Linked DNA regions of Mus musculus: all the other regions are linked to region 1. A link is a contact called in public HiChIP or PLAC-seq and promoter capture Hi-C data. All regions are on one chromosome and are shown on one strand. Each heading gives the region's core, a stretch centred on a gene start, on an enhancer-like site or on the middle of the called end of the contact. The rest is flanking DNA. Distances are from core to core; before and after follow the strand shown.

The links. Promoter capture Hi-C pulls out the DNA fragments that hold promoters and counts their contacts. HiChIP or PLAC-seq counts read pairs in DNA pulled down with a chosen protein or histone mark.
Region 2: a contact with region 1 is called in a promoter capture Hi-C map of neutrophils, with 5 times the contacts expected there. The contact joins the promoter of Cln5 here to the promoter of Slain1os in region 1. A contact is called at or near these places in 12 of 39 promoter capture datasets (the 3T3-L1 cell line, the C10 cell line, embryonic stem cells and 8 more), 2 of 15 datasets of contacts at CTCF or cohesin (embryonic stem cells and pro-B cells), 9 of 484 Hi-C or Micro-C datasets (the 63-12 cell line, the Ba/F3 cell line, the N1E-115 cell line and 6 more), 7 of 115 datasets of contacts at active chromatin or transcription factors (the 230-238 cell line, astrocytes, differentiating embryonic stem cells and 3 more) and 1 of 9 other capture datasets (embryonic stem cells).
Region 3: a contact with region 1 is called in an H3K27ac HiChIP or PLAC-seq map of embryonic stem cells, with 2.9 times the contacts expected there. The contact joins the promoter of Fbxl3 here to the promoter of Slain1os in region 1. A contact is called at or near these places in 2 of 39 promoter capture datasets (second pharyngeal arch cranial neural crest and stem cell-derived epiblast-like cells), 4 of 115 datasets of contacts at active chromatin or transcription factors (embryonic stem cells, large pre-B cells, memory CD8 T cells and 1 more) and 1 of 9 other capture datasets (liver).
Region 4: a contact with region 1 is called in a promoter capture Hi-C map of pre-B cells. The contact joins the promoter of Acod1 here to the promoter of Slain1os in region 1. A contact is called at or near these places in 6 of 39 promoter capture datasets (the 3T3-L1 cell line, the C10 cell line, hematopoietic stem and progenitor cells and 3 more), 1 of 15 datasets of contacts at CTCF or cohesin (embryonic stem cells), 2 of 484 Hi-C or Micro-C datasets (embryonic stem cells and pre-B cells), 1 of 115 datasets of contacts at active chromatin or transcription factors (microglia) and 1 of 9 other capture datasets (embryonic stem cells).

Annotation. Positions count from the first base shown.
Region 1 is chr14:103,697,803-103,700,892 of GRCm38.p6, reverse strand. It overlaps Slain1os (SLAIN motif family, member 1, opposite strand), which reads left to right and starts at 1,461. Exons shown (of 3, transcript NR_045148.1): 1 at 1,461-1,602. All of the region lies in intron 5 of Slain1 (SLAIN motif family, member 1), which reads right to left.
Region 2 is chr14:103,068,832-103,071,783 of GRCm38.p6, reverse strand. It overlaps Cln5 (ceroid-lipofuscinosis, neuronal 5), which reads right to left and starts at 1,568. Exons shown (of 4, transcript NM_001033242.1): 1 at 1,317-1,568; 2 at 1-150. The coding sequence starts at 1,438.
Region 3 is chr14:103,098,021-103,101,127 of GRCm38.p6, reverse strand. It overlaps Fbxl3 (F-box and leucine-rich repeat protein 3), which reads left to right and starts at 1,596. Exons shown (of 5, transcript NM_015822.3): 1 at 1,596-1,966.
Region 4 is chr14:103,045,404-103,048,527 of GRCm38.p6, reverse strand. It overlaps Acod1 (aconitate decarboxylase 1), which reads right to left and starts at 1,516. Exons shown (of 5, transcript NM_008392.1): 1 at 1,449-1,516. The coding sequence starts at 1,460. It overlaps Gm41235 (predicted gene, 41235), which reads left to right. Exons shown (of 4, transcript NR_168885.1): 2 at 442-564; 3 at 2,271-2,302; 4 at 2,975-3,124.

The sequences.
Region 1 (3,090 bases), core at 212-2,711:
CAACCTGCTTTGTTGGTAATGTGAACCTACTAAGTTGAGTACATACTGAGCCCCTCAACTGTTAGGAGAAGTGAATTCAGCAAGGTCCCTGGATAGAAAACCAAAACAGGAAGAACAATTACATCCTAATTAGCATCTGTGACTGTGACTCTTCACTGTCAACTCGACCAGACTAGAATCACCATGGAAACACAGGCCCTGGGCAAAGAAGGCTTTCCAGGAGTTCTTCAATTGAGGAGGAAAGAACTCTCCTGAATGTGGGTAGCACCATGCTATCGGCTGGGTTCTAGACTGCACAGAAAGAAAACATCCAGCTGAGCACCTGTATTGCCTCCCTGTGCACATGTCATGTGACCAGCCACCTGCTCCATGCCTTCCTGCCATGATGGATTGTGAGCCAAGATAAACTCCTCCTTCCTTAATTGCTTCTCAGGTGTTTTATTATAGAAAGGAGAAAACTGATATACCATAAAACTAGTAGAAGCTAAATTTGAAAAAAAAACCCACTATTTATAAAAAAGTAAATACTTTGAAATAAGCTTAATTTTAGAGCTATAGAATCTCTCAAAACAAAAGTCTATAAAACATTGCCAAGACACATTGAATAAGATTTAAATCAACAAAACCTTACTACATATTAATATGGAATGCTTAGACTGCTGCTGATTCACCCAAAAGTGTCTGGTGGACTCAATGAAAGTCCAATTTCATTTGAAATGACAGTACAGAGTAGCTTTCAAGAAGAGTCCTACTGGCTGGGCGGTGGTGGCACACGCCTTTAATCCCAGCACTTGGGAGGCAGAGGCAGGCGAATTTCTGAGTTCCGGGCCAGCCTGGTCTACAAAGTGAGTTCCAGGACAGCCAGGGAAACCCTGTCTCAAAAAAACAAAAAAAGAAAAAAAAGAAAAAAAGAAGGGTCCTACTGATGAACTATGTCCCTTACAGTCAAAATATGTAAGGGACCCACATTAAAAAGAAATAATAGCTACCAGAAGAAAATAGCAAAGATAGACATCATTTGAGTTTTATAAGTAAGAAATGAAAAAGTCAGGAAGGTTATGATGCCTGGATTTCATAAAACCCGAGGTCCAGTCTGACGACACAGTCCTTTGTTGATGAAGTTTTCTCCCCAGCCTCTGCAGAATCCTAAGCCCTAAACCTGAAATGGGAACATCTGAGTTACTGTGAGGAGACACCATGACCATGGCACTCTCAAAGGAGAAAGCAATTAACTGGGGGCTTGCTTACAGTTTGAGAGGCTTGACATGACAGGAGCAGGGCGGCATACAGGCAGGTGCTGGGGCTGGAGCTGGGGACCATAGCCACAAGAACAAAGGGAGTGAGACTGGTCTGGTGTGGGCTTTGAGTTTCCTCTAACAAGGCCCACCCCCAGTGATGCACTTCCTCCAACAAGGCCCACCCCCAATGACGCACTTCCTCCGACAAGGCTGTTTCTCCTCCTCCTTTCTAATGCTATCGACCAATCCTGATGCTCCCTGTTGACCAAGCATCCAAATGTAGAGCTATGGGGGCCATTCCCATCCAAACCGCAGAGTGACCGACCTAATGCACAGTAATGCCTCTTGTTTGTTCTGCTTTCCTGTACGTGACTTTTCTATCTTAATTCTTTATGTATTTTAAATAGAATCCCGCCTATAGAGAATCCCCCCCATCCATCCCTTGTTTTTTGCTTTGTTAAGCATGGACCCAGAGATATTTATATGGCACTATCAATTATAATCTATTATTATTTACTCTGCAGTTCAGATGGTCTCAGCTCTGGCCACAGGCCATTTCCTTCCAACATGCTCGCATTAGTTTTTTAGTATTTCAAAGCTAGAAATCCAAAATCATGAACACTCCTTCCTATTTTGTGTTGTGTTAATTATTATGGCACTCAAAGACTATTGTCCACACACAAAGTTACAATCAACACATTCCTTATCGTCCTATATTTGCTAAAGACGAAACATTTTTCTATTGCTTCATACTTACACTGTTAGTCTTCATTTACTCAGACCTAGAATGTATATTTTTCCTCAGGTAAAATTCTTCATAATTAGCCTGCTGTCTAAAAATAACTGACATCAGTCAGTGAACAGGCCTCTCTGTTTTGCATCATTAGTAAATTCGTGAATCAGCTTTGCCTTCATTAGACACCCTACTAATTTAACTATTTAATGGATATAGATTCATTCATGAACTCATGTTTATTTCACTCATTCATTCACAACGAACCAAGGTCCAAGTCCAGAGCTCACAGCCTGGTAAAAATCAGTAAACCATGACACAGGCTGAGTGCTCTATCTAAAATGCTGGGAAACAAGCCTTAGACTAACATTTGGGATGTTTTCAAACTTGAGAAATTATCAATCTATTGTCTATCATCTACATCTATCTATCCAACTATCCATCTATCTTCTATATTCTATCTATATATCTTCTACTATACACACACACATATATATTTCTACCATCTGTCAATCAATCAATCAATCATGTGGGTGTGTTGACTGAATGTATGTCTGTGTATGCCTAGTGTCCAGAGTCCAAAGGACGGCATCATATCCCCTAGAACTAGAGTTACAAAAGGTTGTGAGCTATGATGTGGCCTAGGAACCAAATTGGAGTCCTCTGAAAGAGCAGCCAGTTCATCACTTAGCCATCTCTCCAGCCCCGCATGTTGTAGAACATTTGCATATACATAGACATATCTTTCATGTTAGTGGTTTGACCATAAAATGTCACCAAGAAGGATCCTGTGTTGAAGCCTCAGCTCCTAGCTGGTGGCCTTTTTCTGAGAGGTACTGGAAACAATAGGAGATGGGGCCTACTGGGATAGAGCAGGTCATTGGTCATATCCCAGGAAGACATACCTTGTCCCTAAGCCCTTCCTATGTCTCTTTTGGCTACTGGGCAGTCAACAATTTCCTCATCTACCTGTTCCCACAGAATGACATCTGCTATGCCTCAGACCGAGAGCAATCCAGTCAGTCATGGGCTGACACATGCATCACTGAACCAAAATGGACTTTTCTTCCCTTTAGGTGGCTTCTCTTGGTTATGTGTCATAGTGATCAAAAACCTAAC
Region 2 (2,952 bases), core at 319-2,818, 630 kb after region 1:
TCTCCATATTTAAATTCCCAAATCGGGGCTTGTAGTCGTAAGACCTCGATGACGTCATTGTCCTTCATAACTGGGATGGGCGAGCCGGTAGGACAGAAAGTATACTTAGCTTGACAGTAGGGATCTGTCTTCGGACGGAAAGAGAAGCGCCTGGTGAGAAAGAGAACCATCCTCAGAATTGCTCTTCTAACAATCTTAACACGGGGACAAAACCTGATCTAACTTACAGCTATATACCAGTTGTCAGGTGGGAATGTCAATCGGGGCTTCTTTAGAGTCAAAAGACCAGTCAGCCTCCGTCTCCTGGTATTAGATAAAATACTTTGAGATTTACAATCTCTTTCTTGTTTTATTGGGTATTTAAGGTTTTTTTTTTCTTGTGAATATTTTCATGAAAACCAACCTCAACCCTAAACTTTTTTTTCTCTCATATATATTTAGAAGAACCAATTCATGAACAGAACACATGAATATTTAAGTTTGGCAACTGCTGGTTTTCACCAGAAATGCGAGGGCTACTATCATTTCCTGTTTTCTGTCCAGGGTATGTGAGCATGAAGATTCTGAGTTAAATTCCCTAAGACCGCACAGAGGATGAGCAAATGGGACCAGATTTGGTCTGCAGCCTTCAGAACTAAGAACTCCTTAGAGGAACATGCATCATGCCATGAACCCCCCCGCCCCTCATTCTGTTATGCAAAACATATGCTTTCAAAAGCTGCATCTCTTTCCACTTCACTATGCCCACGCCAGCCACCACTCCACCCACCCCTGTCCCCCGCAACCCCGAAGACCGAGCGCTTCTTGTTTCGCAATTCCCCACAGGCTGTCAAAACTTAGCTAAGTCAAAGACTGCGATCACCTCCTCAGGTCCGGAGCCCTACCTACCCTCCAGGTTGAAGTGGACCAACAAGGTGATCCTGACTAGCCTAGGGAGGAAATTCCCCGGGTCAGTCAGCTAAATTCCCCATTTAGCTCAGTAAGGACACAGGGGAGCAAGCAGGCTCCCTGTAAATTCTCCCCAAATGTTATGCAATGGCAGCTAACGATAAGGCATGAAATAATTGCAGTGTTTAAAACATTTTAACCTGCTCTCCAAGTCAGTAGCACCTAAAAGTCACTCCGTGCAGTGATGTCACTCTCCATTCCTCCCAGGACTCTGAACTGCCCAGAACCGGTGAGGATCCCCGAGTTGCCAACTATTTAGGAACTATGCTCTTAGTGTCGCCCGCCCTGTGCCCTGCGTCCCCGGGCGCGCTAAGGTATCGGATCCGCCCTCTCCAAGTCCCCTCCCCGCCCCGCTCCGTCTCACTCACTTGTAGGGCACCGGCCAGCGTTGCCCAGACGTCGGGGACGCGCCCAGAATCGTCGCCAGCCCGAGCAGCGCCAGCGCGAGCGCCGGGCGCCAGTGCGCTCCACATGGCCCCCCGCGCAGCATCCGCGGCTCCCTGAGATCCCGGAGGCTCCGGGGCCCCGGCGTCGGCCTTGCGTGCGCGCCGCCGCGAGGAGCCAGCCAAGCACCAGCGCCGGCTTGGCCGTGTGACCTCCGGGCGCGTGACGCCTCCCCTGTCCCGGCCGGGGCGGGGCGCCTCTGTTCCAGCGCGCGTGCGCTGGACGCTAAAAAGCCCTGTCCTCCCGGAAGGGTGAGACTGGTACTGCAAAACTCACTCCAGCCTGGTGGATGTGTGCTATGCCTCTAGCGCAAAGGTGCTTTCTGCCCTCCCCGCAGCCATCACCAGCCAAACCGTAACAACAATAAAACACTTATGAACTTTCTTGACCCACATGGCCCAGGCCAGTCTCCAACACAAATCTTCTGCTTGGAGACACTGGGTGCTCAGCGGAATTAAAAAATGAGGACATTACAGGAAATGATTGCCCTCTCCTGGCCTCTCTGAGAATGTTGCAAAGATCAGCAATGACAATATGCTTTCCGTGCTGCCATCGGCATCACCAGACTTGGACTGCTCTGCTCCGGTTCTGTCCTCTGCCACACTTAGTATTATCCGTGACTCTTCAAAGCTTAAGACCGACCAATAGAGCTAGGTTTAATCCATTTATCCTCCGGTCCTCCTTTGTCCAGTAAGTGTAAGATTGCTAAGAGCATCACGCCATACGGAATCAGGCTGTTCAGGCCACTGCACTGAGTGATGGCAACCAAGATCACTCACGTACGCTGGAGATGAGACTGGAACAGGCAGTATTTTGGAGATCTCCTAGCAAACCCACTATGTGTATGCACATAGGAGCTGCATGAGGTCTGAACTACAAAGCGAACACGGGATCCTTTTTGCTTGCCAACTCTGAAGCTCAAGAAGAGATAGAAATGTCAGATCCAGAAACCCTTTATCAAAAGTTTTGGACCTATCTGGGTTGTAGTGTGAGGCTGATATTCTCAGAGATTCCTCTGCCAAAGGTTCTAGCTGTTTCGTCCTTGCTGATGTATTTTCCAAAAGGAAAAAAAAAAAAATTAAGTCTGTAAATTTTAGGAGACAAAGTTTCTCAGGGAATGAAAAAAACAGGGTGTCATCATGATACTTTAACGTGTCCTAGCAGGTGATGGCTGGCTTTCTCTTTTTGACTTCAGGATGATAACTAGCCAGGCAAACGTGTTAAGTTCAAGCTCATCTTTGCTTTCTTATTTATAACTCTGTGAACTAAATAAATCACTATTCTGAGAAGGGTTTCCAGGTTGCTAAAGGTTCTGTCAAACACGACATGCTTTTTTGCTTCGGACACACCAATTTTCTAACCACATTTTAATGAAAGAGTAATGATATTTTAACTAGGTTTGTAGGCCTTAGATATACTCACCTGCTTTATAGGTGCTTAACTGCCCTAAACAAATACATCAACTGTATTGTAGCCTCTAATTTCAGATTTTTCTTAACAGTTTTTCTTGCCTATCACAGCATAATGTCAAAGATGCTACAATAGGTCAAAGGTGAGTTT
Region 3 (3,107 bases), core at 347-2,846, 600 kb after region 1:
ATTAGTGTATTCAGTTTAAATGTTTAATATTTTGTGTGTATCAGTGTTTGCCTGCACGTATGTCTGTGCTCCACTTTCAAGGACCAATCAGATCTCCGGGGACTGGAGTTATGAATGGCTGTGAACCACGTGGGAGCTGGAATTCTCTACAAAATCACCAAGCGCTCTTAACTGCAGAGCAGTGCTCCAGCCCCTTCAGTTCATATACACAACGTCTAATGTTTAAATCGGGTTAGTCATTCTAACTCCTCAGACATATTTTTTTCTGGTTAAAAAGATTAAAACTCCTTTCTTCTAGTTTGTTTAAATGTACATTATATGGTGACGGTCTTAAGTGTGTGACAGAACCTGTTCTCATGACTTCATCTTTTAAAAAATATAATAATTTACTCTGGGCTAGAGAGACAGCTTAGCAGTTAAGAGTGCTTGCTGTTCTTCCAGCTGATCTGAGTTCAGTTCCCAGCGCTCAGGATGAGTGGCTCACATCTGCCTGTAAATAACTCCAGCTCCAAGGAATCCAACATCCACTCCAGACACCACGGGCACTGCACTCAAATGCGCGCGCCGCGCGCACACGCGCACACTCACACCTACAACAAAACGAAAAGCTTATAAAATTAATAGTAAATTAAAAACAAGTACATAAAAGCATTTTAAAGTTCAGCATGTTTTTGTTCCGTGTGGTGGCACATTTCTTCAATCTCAGCATTGAGCAGGCTGAGGTTGGTGGATCTCAGAGTTCCAAGCCAGCCTGATCTACAAAATGAAAATCAGTATAAAGAAAACTGAGGAGGGTAGGAAACGAAAGAGAGAGAAGAGATCTTTACTTTGGAGAAATAACACAGAAAAAGCAGAAGGCATGGTATACAGCTAACCTTAAGATTTTCTGGGGACTTTTCTTATTTTAGGAAAAACTCAGTATCTCCAAGTCCAAACTTAAAAAAAAAAAAGTCAAATATTTGATAGCATTTAAAAGACTCCTTGACTTACAAAACGCTCCACCACCCGGGAGCGAGGAGTGGGGGTTGTCTTTTTTTAATTAGCCATCTGCTTCTTCACACTTTACGTGTTTCTGAAAAGAAATCTCAGACTTGGGGGTTCTGTTTCATAAGTAAATGTGATTTTGAAAAAGTTATGACTCATTAAAAAAAAGCCTTGGAAAAATGGAAATGCAAATATTGTCTTAAGAAACCCGTAGTGATCGCAACGTCCACCACGTTGATTTATTTATTCTTTTTCTAGGTACAGACAGCAACCTCAGAGGCTCCCTTGGCCGCGCCCTCCTCGCGGAGGTGGGTCGCTGTCAGGTGATGTTTACGTCCGGTAGGGGTGCGTCCCGCCCTGCAGACACTCCCTCCGCCTTTGGCGTCGGCTCCCCCGCCCTAAACTTTCCGGTTTTAACCCTGGGAAAGGCCAGCCACGTCTGGCGAACACCAACCCGCCCACATTCCGCCCCTAAACAAACTTGGCCAGGGACAGCCCGGGAGGCTGGAGCCGCCTCGGTGCGCGCGCCCGGCCAGCCCCTTCGGCCGCGCGCCCGCCCCCTCGGGCGGGGACGCGCAGGGGCAAGCGCGCGGCCGCGAACTGCGGGCGCCATTTTGGATTCCCTAACTGGGCCGAAGCTTCGGGCTCGCTGCTGTCGATCGCTGCTCGCCTAGGGCGTCTCGGGCGGGCGACGAGGAGGTGCCGGGGCGAAGGACACAGACCGCGCGGGACAGAGAAGGGACGCGACGCTCTCCTCCCCACACACCGGGGCAGCCGGAGCCGCAAAGGTGGAGCCGCGTCGGCGCCCGCCGCGGGACCAGCGTCTCGGATGCGGGCGGAGCGCGGGGGGCCGCGACGGCGGGAGCTCGGAGACGGGGCCCCGGGAGGCCTCATGTGAGAGGCGCGGGAGCCGCCGCCGCCGCTGCCGCCGTCGTCCGCGCGGCCCGGGGTGCTGTGTGGGGGAAGCCGCCCCCGGCAGCAGGTACGGCGGAGGTTCGGGGCCGCAGCCCGGAGTCGGGCGGGGAGGTCGGCGGCGGCGGCCGGGGGCGCGCGCGGGGCGCGACGGGAACAACGCCCCGCCCCGCCGCGCCCGGGCCTCGGTGTCTGTCAACAAGGCGTGGCCGGCGCGGCGCGCGCTCGGTGGCCGCGCGTGGCGGGGCAGCGAGGAGGACGGGCTCCTCCGGGCTCGCCCTGGGCGGCGCGGGTGCAGGCGGCTGGAAAGCCCGGGGGCCTGGGCGGTCAGTGTGTGCGGAAGCCGGGCCGGGGAGGCGCACGGTGGAAAACTTGGTGAACTTAGGGGCAGCCGCCCGGGTCGCGTGCTGCAGACCACCACCCGGAAGCCGCCCGGGCAGGGCATCGCCGAGCCGCGTGCGAGGTGAGAGCGGGCGGCGGTTTTGTTGGTAATGGTGCCTATCCCACTTGCCCAGATGTTTGTATCTTTTGCTTACACCAAAAGGCGAATTTAAAAAAAAAATGTCCCTGTAGATGTTAAAATGTCTGTAACCCGCCCCGTGTTACCTGTGTGCCGGCTCCCGGTTGTGTCTTGTCTGTGTGTCCAGTCCCAGTTCATCTATATCCACTGTGCTCTCACCATTCTGAGAGTTAATCTTTTTCGTATTGTTCCATTCTTGTATTTCAGCCAAAGAATGTGTGTTAGGTTTCCTTCTATGAAAAACAAAACAAAAGGGCATATGCAAATGTAATGCCAGAACGGGACTTTTAAACCTAAAGTACAAATTTTTTAAAAAATATTTTTTGCATGTCCAGAATATGTAAATGTTTAAAGACAGTAAGGGAAGTTTGGCTCTTGGTTTCAGTTTAAGGAAATGTTTGATTAGCTCACTAATTCTTGGTGATGCTCAAGTTACTGGGTGTCCCTCATTAGTTGCATCTTGGACACTTGATGTAAACACTAGCTAAAGTTGTTGCCACCATACTTTCTCTGGGTTCTTGAAACACTGCAATAAATCAAAACTGCTGGAGCCCAGTTTTCTGTGCTTAGGAAATCGCATTGATATTTAGTGTCCTGTTTTATACACCACACTCTTCCTGTTCAGCTATAAAGGGCACTTTGACTTCCACTAGAAGCAGTATAAAACCCATTACTCTAAACTAGTTGTGTA
Region 4 (3,124 bases), core at 267-2,766, 650 kb after region 1:
ATTAAGTAATTTTCCTTTCCACATTTGATAATCACATTATTGCCTAACTTCCTCTCCATCTCTGACTGTAACATTGCCCATTTACAAATAATAGCTAGAAGACGTGTCAGATTGGAGAATCTGAAGGGTCTAAAGTCTCTCACGATGGACTTACTGCCAAAGTAGAGACAGAGACTAGAACCCTCATCTACAGGAAAATCTTCCACCTTCTACCCACCAGCCCTTTTTTCTCTTCTTTTCTTTTTCTTTCTGAGGCAGGGTCTTTCTGTGTGGCCCTGGCTAAACTGGACTCACTATGTAGCTCAGGCTGGCTTTGAACTTTGGACAATTCTCCTGTCTCAGCCATAGCCCTATCCTTAGAGTCTTCAGATTTATAGGTCATATAACGACTGTCATTTTCAAGAGAATGGAACATTTGTTACATTTGTAAAACTTTGACAGAAAAACCAAGAGAGCTTGCAGTAGGAGAAAGCGGGAGCCGAGCCAGCCTGGAGAGCAAACAGATATTGCTGTGGATGTTTCTGTTTAGGGCCGAGGAAGACAATGATGCTGTTTTTCCTACTGGTAAGTATTTTGACAAGCATTTTATATGCAGAAGAGGAGGGAAGGAGGGAAAAGAATGGACTCAATAATAATCAGCTGGCTTGATTTCCAAGTACCAGTTAAACATTTGATGAATAGCAGATGAGGAACAGCAGCATAGATCTCAAGGCATCGGGCTGGCACTGCTTATGTGATTTACGACAGACCACTGGGCTCCCCTGACCTGATAGTGCTGAACACGATCTGAGAGCCAAAGAACAAGCCGCCCTCCCTGACCATGGAGGGAGAGATCATAAGGGGGACAATAGCTCCACTCAGATTCCTGTGAGTCATCCTTCATCTACAAGTCAAATGTCTTGCTGGCGTGCTTGACTTTATAGGGGCACTTGTCTATCTTTTTAGTAAGCTCCTGTGACTAATGTATAGATTAAAGCGGAGTATGGAGTCATTCGTTTTATAATAAGTGTCAGGAGCCCTGGCAAGTTCCCTGTGCACTGTTCTCTAAACTGCCAAACCAGTAAATGAGGCCATCCAACTTAAAAAACCTGCCAGGGGACTACAGGGTACATGAGAGCAAATAGATAATTACAGATGTGCCCCTGTGCTCCCATCACAGATGTGCTCCTGTCCCACAGAGGACACACACAAAACCAAGAGGTGGAGGTTCAGTGAACTTACCAGGCCTAACTCTCTTGCTAGGAGGAAGCAATGGGATCATGGGCATTGTCTGTCAAATACTGATGAAAGCCAACAGATAGCTAAATCAGGCAGCTCAGAGACCATAAGCAAAGCTAAGATGTCCTTTCTGCAGCAGAGCAGATAGCTAGCAAAAGACCAACTGATTGAGAAAGGAAGAATCAAGCCAGGAAGGCAGTTTAGGCAAGCGCCATCAAGTGCTACGATACCTTGAGCATCATGTTGCTCTGGAGGGTAACTGGCTCAGGAGTGGATGGCAGGAGTAGTTGCTGGCTGGGGGCCTTTAGTGGACGTGTGCCTTTATACACAGTCACTCCCTCCAGGTCTGTCCCTTTCACTTTTGTTTCAACCATGGAATTTCCACCATTTCAACACCTCCCCAATGACCTCACTTAAACTTCCTTTGTTGTGTTGTGTAGAGCTCCCTTATAGATGTAGGGCTGATGAGAGGAGGTGTTACAGCGGCCATAATCTGATGATTCCTCACAGACATAAGAAAAACTAAGTTATAATTACAGAGGGATGGCCTGTCCCAGCTAGGGGCCATAGGTGAGAAGAGTGCACACTCTCTTTACTGGGCATCCCACTCTTGAAGACTTATCACAAGGAAATAGCAAGACTATGACAGAGGAAGAAAAGCCCCCAGATCTGGAAAGGCAAGGAGTCACTCAGAGCAGCCTTCTCACAGACAGCCCATTGTCACCAACCAACCATGAAACAGCTTCTGGGAATGATGAAAAAAACAAAAAACAAAAACCCTGACTGGTTCTTATTGGACTTAGAGCCTGCTTACCAGAAGGAAATCCATGACTGGTACTGTGAACAAAGCCACCAATCACATCATAATTTCAGAGGCGATAACCCAGAGGTAACTAACGAAGTCACTAAATGTGCCATAACCTAAAGGTTATGAATCCTAGAGGAGAGCCTACCACTGCCAGTTCCCTAAACCTAGCTGCATTCTAAATACTTACTCACGCACAGATAAGTGTAGCTCTGCCCCTCATCAACGATGCTTCTTTTTATTGTAGATGGAGACGACTACTACAACTATCTATAACGAGTAAGTGAGCATGGGTGCCCAGACCTAACTGATATACCAACAATGAAACCCCTACACCTAAGGCTCAGAGACAGTTGAGAAAGTACGTGTACATATGTGTGCACACGTGTGTGTGTGTGTGTGTGTGTGTGTGTGTGTGTGTGATAACTAAAGAAGAGGCCATGAATTTGTGAGGAATGGTGGCCAGAGTTAAAAGAAGAGAAGGAGGAGGGGTGGAAATGTTGTAAATACATAAATAAATAAATTAAAATCTCAAAAAATTAATTAAAAATATCTAAATACACACCACACAGACACATGTACACACACACACACACACACACACACACACACACACACACACATGCCAAGTACACACATTTGGCTAATCAGAGACCACCTGGTTGAGTGTAATAGAGGAGAACTCTGGAAAATCATCCTTCACAGATTATTCCTTGGAGAAGAGAGAGAGAGAGAGAGAGAGAGAGAGAGAGAGAGAGAGAGAGAGAGAGAGAGAGAGAGAGAGAAAGAAGGAGGAGGAGGAAGAGGAGGAGGAGGAGGAGGAGGAGGAGGAGGAGGAGGAGGAGGAGGAGGACTTCAGAACCAGGCACCCAGGCAGGCAGGATTCTGACTCTCTGAAGTCTTCTGGTTCTGACCTGTGTCCTGGCCCTCACATGTTCCCCTTTTTTGCAGAAGAAGAGGCCTAAAGATGAAGTCCTGCTCTCAGCTGGATCCCTGTCTGACCAGGAGCTTGGCTCCCAGACTTTCTCCTGAGAAAGAAGAATGCCTTTAAGTTTTCAGAGAGGAGACAGACTAGTTAAGAGTCTTGCCACACTGGAGGCT